Regions from separate parts of the Columba livia genome. Here region 1 is linked to region 2. Evidence: chromatin contacts called from public Hi-C data. All regions are on one chromosome and are shown on one strand. Each heading gives the region's core, a stretch centred on a gene start, on an enhancer-like site or on the middle of the called end of the contact. The rest is flanking DNA. Distances are from core to core; before and after follow the strand shown.

Region 1 (3,082 bases), core at 411-2,910, 42 kb before region 2:
AAAGTGGAGAAGGTTGGGCTGTTTTGGAGGGATCGGGGGGGCATAAAAAAGCTGCTTTGGCAGGCTGGTTCTGGCCAGCAAACTAAAGGTACCACGGTCTGTATATGCTGAGATGGTATGAGCAACCTCCTTTGCCCTTCCTAGTGTCTGACTTCTAAAGGAGGGGTTTTTCTTGGACCAGAAAGAGAAGTACAATGGCAGGGCCCCAGTCCCACTCAGAGAGGAATGAGAGGAGCACTGCTAGAAACCTTTTACGTTGTATGTTCCTCTAGGGAAGCTGTAAACCTTTCTAAGTCAAAAAGTCCTCAAAGTTGGAATAGGAGAGCTGCAAGGATGAGATGTCAAAAGGAGGGGAGAACAGCAAATAGAAATGGAGAGATGGGACATAGGAGGTTCACACAGTCAAACAGGGAGCTGGAAAGGTGCAACCTGTTGTAGGTCCTTTCCACAGCATCTGAGCAGTTGGTGGATGCTGTTCTCCCTTTATAGCATTACATATCTGGACAAAGGGTGTTGCATGAAATTCTTCTGAGCTTCCTTTTTCCTGAGGTCTGATGGGTCAGCTTGCTTGAAATGAGCTGAAGAGTCCTGTCACCACTTACTTGAGTGGAGGACTTCCTAAATGAAAAGGGCATTGGGATTGCAGTGAAGACCTTGGAAGGAGGTTGTGGTGGAGCTTGATGGGGGGCATGCTGCATTCTTGGTGTAAGTTTCCACCTTGCCAGGAACAGGGGTATGTGTTGAGGGCATGATGAATGGTGCCATGTCTGTGCCAGTGCTCTCTGGAGCCAGGGCTTAGTGGGACCTGAAATTCATGTGGAGGCCATTCTCTCTGCCAGCTGTGTGTGCCCTGCTGCCTTGGCTACGGGAGAGGCAGCACGTAGGGCTGTTGGCATCACATTAAGGGCAAAGGCTTTGCTGAATCCTCTGCAACATCCGACTGAGGGGACTTGTGGGGCAGGCTGATAGCGAGTGGTGTAAGAAATGCGCTCTGCTGCCTCCTGCTGCAGCTGAGCATGGTGTGGGCTTGGCTATGAAGAAAGTGCTGGTAGCCCAGGCCAGTCCCGCTGGAAGCCAGGCTCTGTGGAAGTGCCAGCTTTGCCTGGAGTGCGGCTCCACCGCCTCGATAGTGTGCATTTTTAGTGTCAGTACTGATAATATTGTGTACTGTGACATGGATACACTGGTATGAAGGTGTAAGGGTAAAAGGTGCTCCTCGTACCTATTCAACCCTGGGCCTTGTGTGAGACTTGCAGGCTGAGCTGCTGGCGCCTTGCAGCAGCCTGTACCCTTCCTGGAGGGGCCGCGCTGCCGGGCACGCTTGCTGCCAGGACAGCGCAGTGCCCACGGGCTGGGGCAGGGCACCACGCGTGGGCGCGGGCTCGCTCTGTATGTCTGCTGGGTGTCTGTGTGTGTTCCCTTGCCGCACGTCGCGGCGCCGCAGCGTCCCCTGCTGGCTCCGCTCGGCGGCCGCTGCGGGTGTTGGCGCCGTCGGTCAGAGCCGGTACCGCCGCCCCGCCTCACCTCTCGGCCGGAGCCGGCTCCGCTCCCCGCCGGCTCCGGTGGGCGGCGGGGGAGGTCCGCCCCGCTCCCGGGGGATCCGCTCCCCGCCGCAGGTGAAGTCCGCTCCTGCCCCCGCGAAGGGTTAACGCCGCCTCACCTCAGCCGCCCCAGCAGGGCGGGAGGAGGAGTGCCGTCACTGCGGCGGCTCCCGTGCCCGTTACCTAACCGGGTGACATAACGCTCTACCTCCGTTCCGCTTATGAAACGCCCGGGGCCAGCGCTGGGGCAGGTTCACAGAGCCTGCAGGGAGGCGGTGGGGCCCTTTGGAGTCCGGCGAGGGTGCGATTGCCTTTCCCGTCCCGGGTTCCCGTTATTCCCGAGGTGCGGGTTGCCCTCGCTCTCGGCCCAGCCGCCCCCAGGGCTGCGGGTGCCCCGTCCGTGAGACGGGCGGAGGGGCAGCTCTCCTCCCGGAGCTCCGTTAGCGGCGGGCTGCGGCCGTGTGGGCTGTGGGTCTGAAGGGGCGCCGCTCACCCGCCGGATGTCGGCAGCCCGGGCCGTGCCTGGATGTGACCGGGCCGGGGAGGGGGGTCTGCAGCCACCCCGCGTGACGGGGACACTGGCAGGTCCACGTGGGGCTGGGGGCCCGAGCGCAGCCTGAGCCAACCCAGGCAGTGCCCGCAGGCACTTCCTCTGCCTCCCTGCTCTGCCGGGGAGAAGAAAGGGCATCGCATCAATTGCAGCTGCAACATTCACAGCAGCTTGATGTGAGCCTCGTTTCCATAGGAAAATCTGGGGGGTTTTCCAGCGGGAAAAATACTGCAAGTTTTCAAGGGCTTGGAGTGAAATATAGGAGGCATCAGTGGCTGTTTCCTTTTTTAGAAATGAGAAGGAAAAGGCAGTGTTGCCTTAGGTTTTCCTTCAATCTTTAACGTGAGCACCTATTGCAAAACAGTGCTGATACAAATAAAACAGCCAAGGATTTTTAAATCGCTTCAATGTAAGTCTCTCTAATGCTTGATGGTAATTTATCGAGGGCATTTCTCATGAGACAACTGTAACCTTCCAATTTGATTAACTTGAGCCTGTTAACATCATTCATCCCTTCCCCCCACTCCCCCAGGTTAGAAATACCTCAATTAAAGCAAATGTAATTAAGAGTGTCAGATGGAAGGGAGCTCCGTGGAACAATAATTACCAAATAGTCTCATTTTAGCTAAAGAGATATATGTATTTTAGGACCAAAAAATACAGAATACTCTTTGGATTTGATCGGTTTCTAGCTTTGCATCATTGTCTTTCAGCTCTAAGTGACCCCCTTTTTATGAATGGTAGGTTTTGCTCGATTGAAGAGTCTGTTCTGTGTTCTTTCTTAAAGTCTGTGGGCTAGAGGGTGCTGCTGAGCACTTGAGTAGTCTTTCTGACAATGCAGAGAAGAAAGACTTTTTCGAAAAGGTGTGGTTTGAGCTTGCTTAAGCTTCTGTTTGAGAACTGCAGTGCACAAAAGCAAGATAATCAGATGACTTCTAATTTAAACAAAATCGTGCTTGTGTATTGGTTTCTAGTGCATAGGCTAGAATGT
Region 2 (3,343 bases), core at 537-3,036:
CTGTCTCATCAAAATCAATTCAGGGAATGCAAGACTTGCAAGCTGCCTGTCTCGTAGTGATTGTTGCAGAATGGTGTATCACTTATATGTCCCAAAACACTAGCAAACCCTTTATTGTGTGAGGTACATATCCACACTGGAAGGGATTTTATTATTTCTTAAACTGTGTAAGGTTATGGTGGTACACGAAATAATTAATCTGACTCTTAATCATCTTGCTTAAAGTGGACACAAAGGCAGTGAATGTGTCTTGGATTTTATGTAAGCTTATTACAGGAAAACAAGCCTGTTCCTCAAACAGCCTGGTTCGTGCTTTTATTTGCATGAGCACTTTGCTATTTTTACCATGTTTTTAGTCAACGAGATGTTCTGGAGTTGTGTATTCTCTAGCTGAGTTCCTTTGCTTTTTTTCTTGCAGCTATTGCCAGCGCAGGTTTACAGACATCTCTCTTCTCACTAATCACTAGCAGTTTTAGTAGATCTCATGCTTGAGTTCATCGGATTACTTGATATGTAGGTTTTTTCTTTTCTCCAGATACAGCTGTATTTATAGAAACCATTTGCCAATGTAATTTTTCAACAGAAATGATAGCTTCTCCAGAAAGACTGTATCTTAATTTTTTATGGCAATTAATTTCATGCTTTTAGTACCTTATTTAAAATTCTGTAGCGTTTGTTGCAGTCTGGAATGTAGCTCTTATTGACCTGCATTTTTCACATTTGTGTGAGAGAAAACATGAGTTTAAATGAGAACAGCCATAAGAGATGAGGTCTCAGGTTCCAGTGTACTTTCTTCTTTCAGGTCTCATCTGGAACAGTGGGTATGAGAAGCGCTGGTAGCACAGCATAGTTGTCAGTGATCAATGCTGATCATTTTTTAACCTTATACTTAGAGACACAGGAGTCTCCACATATACTCCTCAAGATCGAGCTTCTGATTATATAGTTGCACAGTGTATAACTAAAGTACTTACAGATTGAAATCCTTGTAAACTTATTTGGAAGCTTCTTCTCACCCACATAGGAAGGCTAAAAGAGTTTGCATAATGTTTTGCTGTGTGTTCAAAACAGCGTCTGTCAGTGACTTCGAACATGTGCTAGCTACAGCAATATGTTAAACAAGCAGAGGTGGGAAATCTTTATTTTGCTGTGGTTCTCAAAAGGAGTCTGAGCCGAACTGGATCTTACTCTGTTGTTACCGAGATTTCCGTAGGCAAAATATGCCTGTACAAACTGATTTTTTTTAAAAAATGTTCTGTTCCAAACTGCAGCAAAATAAAAAATGATAGCTGGAAGTGGAAGGGTACATATCTGGGACCCAGTCTGCAGTAAAAGGTGTGAATTTTCTGACTATCTCTGTAGCATGAATCATATAAATACTCTAAATTTGGAGAGAATAACCAAGGTTAGTCCCAAAACTCTGCCACAGTTCATAGCCAAAATCCTTTTCAGAGAGATGGACTGAAAAGCAGTTTATTTTAGATGAAAAGAAGAAAAAAAAAAAAATCTGGCTCCCTCTGGAAGATTAACCTTCTTCATTTTAAAACTTTACTCTCTAAATACAGTGAACATCTGCTGGGAATCTGCCAGCTCCCCATTCTCCTCAGTCCCTCTGTTCTCCAAGCTGAAATCTGAAAGTTAAAAATTTGAAACACACCACATGCCTAACGAACTAAGGCTTTCCGTAAATACACTGAGATCTGGTCTAAAAGACGTGTCATTCGAGGGAATCTCGGAATTTTTGTGCACTTGACCAGAATCTCTCCCACATGGAGCCCGGGCTCCGGCTGCCACCTGCCGGCGACAACTGCGGTGGCACCTGGGGCCCGGCGGCCGCTGCACCGGGAATGGGGCCGAGGAGAGGGGTCGTGGTGCATGGCCTGCATTAGGTTTCCTTAATACCCTCTCAGGCACAAAGAGCTTTTCTTTGGCTTGAAACCCCATTTCCGCAGCCTTGAGGAACTCAGTGATGGTGTTCATTAGAATGTTTTAAATGCAACTTTTCAAGAGGATTGCTTGAAAATTGTCTCTTATCAGAGCATGACAAATCAAATCTCATGCAAGCAATCTAACTAAAACTTCATATTTTTTTTCAGTCAACAACGTGGGAATTTCGTATGTTTATCCTGAATATTTTCTTGATGTGCCAGACCTGGATAAAGTAAGTGCTTTTGTGGTGCCTTCTGGTGTTCTCATTTTTAGCACTAAATACTTAATGGATACGGCGAAAGTATTTAGGTTTGGTGAAGGTACTCGCATAATGATGTTTTCTGATTAGAATTTAGGGTTTAAAAAGCTAGGAGATCTACATAAGCAACATAACACAATCCAGATTATGGCGGTCTTTCTTTTTGTGTTGTTTTTTACTTCATGCTGTTCCCTGCTTTTTCATTTTGTATTTCTATTTCAGAAAAATGCTGTGCGGTCAGTATCTGAATTTCAATCCTGTCTGCATATTCCATAACACTGTATGAAACTTAAACATGACTGGTTTAGACAGTTTGTAATGTGAGGACAATCTTGGTTGTGTTGGGTACATTGAAAACTCTGATTCTGCACAATTTCAGTGGTGCGTGATTTTGTTTCCAAAAGCCCTGTAGCTCCTGTATTCACTGTGAGTTTGTGCATTCTGCTTAAGTATTGATGGATGTATCAGTGTTTTAGTTCACTTTCAAATCAGCTTCATAATATTTAGCAAAAAAACCCTTCTTTTTTTTTTTCTCTTTACCCCATGACCTTTAAGTTACTAAAACACTGTTATGAAATGGTTAAGAGCAAAATACAGACACTAATTTATGAACATATCTAAAATACCAGAATATACTTAAGTTAATAAATATTGCAAATAGTGCTAGGAAATATAATATCAATGTGACACATCTGTGCTGTTCTTTATTGGTGTGAGCTCCTAATCAGAGATACAACTTGACTGACAGCCATTCACAGACTTTGCTTTGAAAGTCTGTCACTGTTTCTGGTACTTAAGCAGGAAGGCAAGGAGTACAGGTGGATGTGTAAGTGTAAGGTTTAATTTATCCTGGCACTTAAACCCCGAGGGTGTGTAAATATTGATCAAATAACTTACAACAAACCCCAAAACTTTGTTTTCTTGCAGACAGTTGACAAAATGATCAACATTAACATCATGGCTGTTTGTAAGGTAAGTGCTGTCTTACCAACACTTGTTTTTGGTGCCTTAATTCAAACCAGCAATTAAAATTCAGTTGTTTGAAGCAATTACTTTCACCTGTTGAACCACAGGTTCATTTCTCATCTTGGAGTAACCCAGAGGTTCTGATTGTTGTATCCGATTGTTCTGATTGGTGTGTGAAATAACTGATAA

Evidence for each region. Hi-C and Micro-C count contacts between places; a contact is called where the count stands out from the background.
Region 1: a Hi-C map of liver shows a contact between it and region 2, with 1.7 times the contacts expected there. The contact joins two enhancer-like sites. A contact is called at or near these places in 2 of 2 Hi-C or Micro-C datasets (crop and liver).

What each region holds. Positions count from the first base shown.
Region 1 is chr5:45,027,384-45,030,465 of bColLiv1.pat.W.v2, reverse strand. All of the region lies in intron 2 of HSD17B12 (hydroxysteroid 17-beta dehydrogenase 12), which reads left to right. Among named protein-coding and RNA genes, the nearest start is that of HSD17B12, 13 kb to the left of the region's middle. Within about 2 kb of position 1,660, at least 1 of the 3 cell types and tissues checked has an H3K27ac peak away from gene starts, as active enhancers do.
Region 2 is chr5:44,984,819-44,988,161 of bColLiv1.pat.W.v2, reverse strand. It overlaps HSD17B12 (hydroxysteroid 17-beta dehydrogenase 12), which reads left to right. Exons shown (of 12, transcript XM_065064772.1): 6 at 2,097-2,161; 7 at 3,116-3,160. Among named protein-coding and RNA genes, the nearest start is that of ALKBH3, 32 kb to the right of the region's middle. Within about 2 kb of position 1,786, at least 1 of the 3 cell types and tissues checked has an H3K27ac peak away from gene starts, as active enhancers do.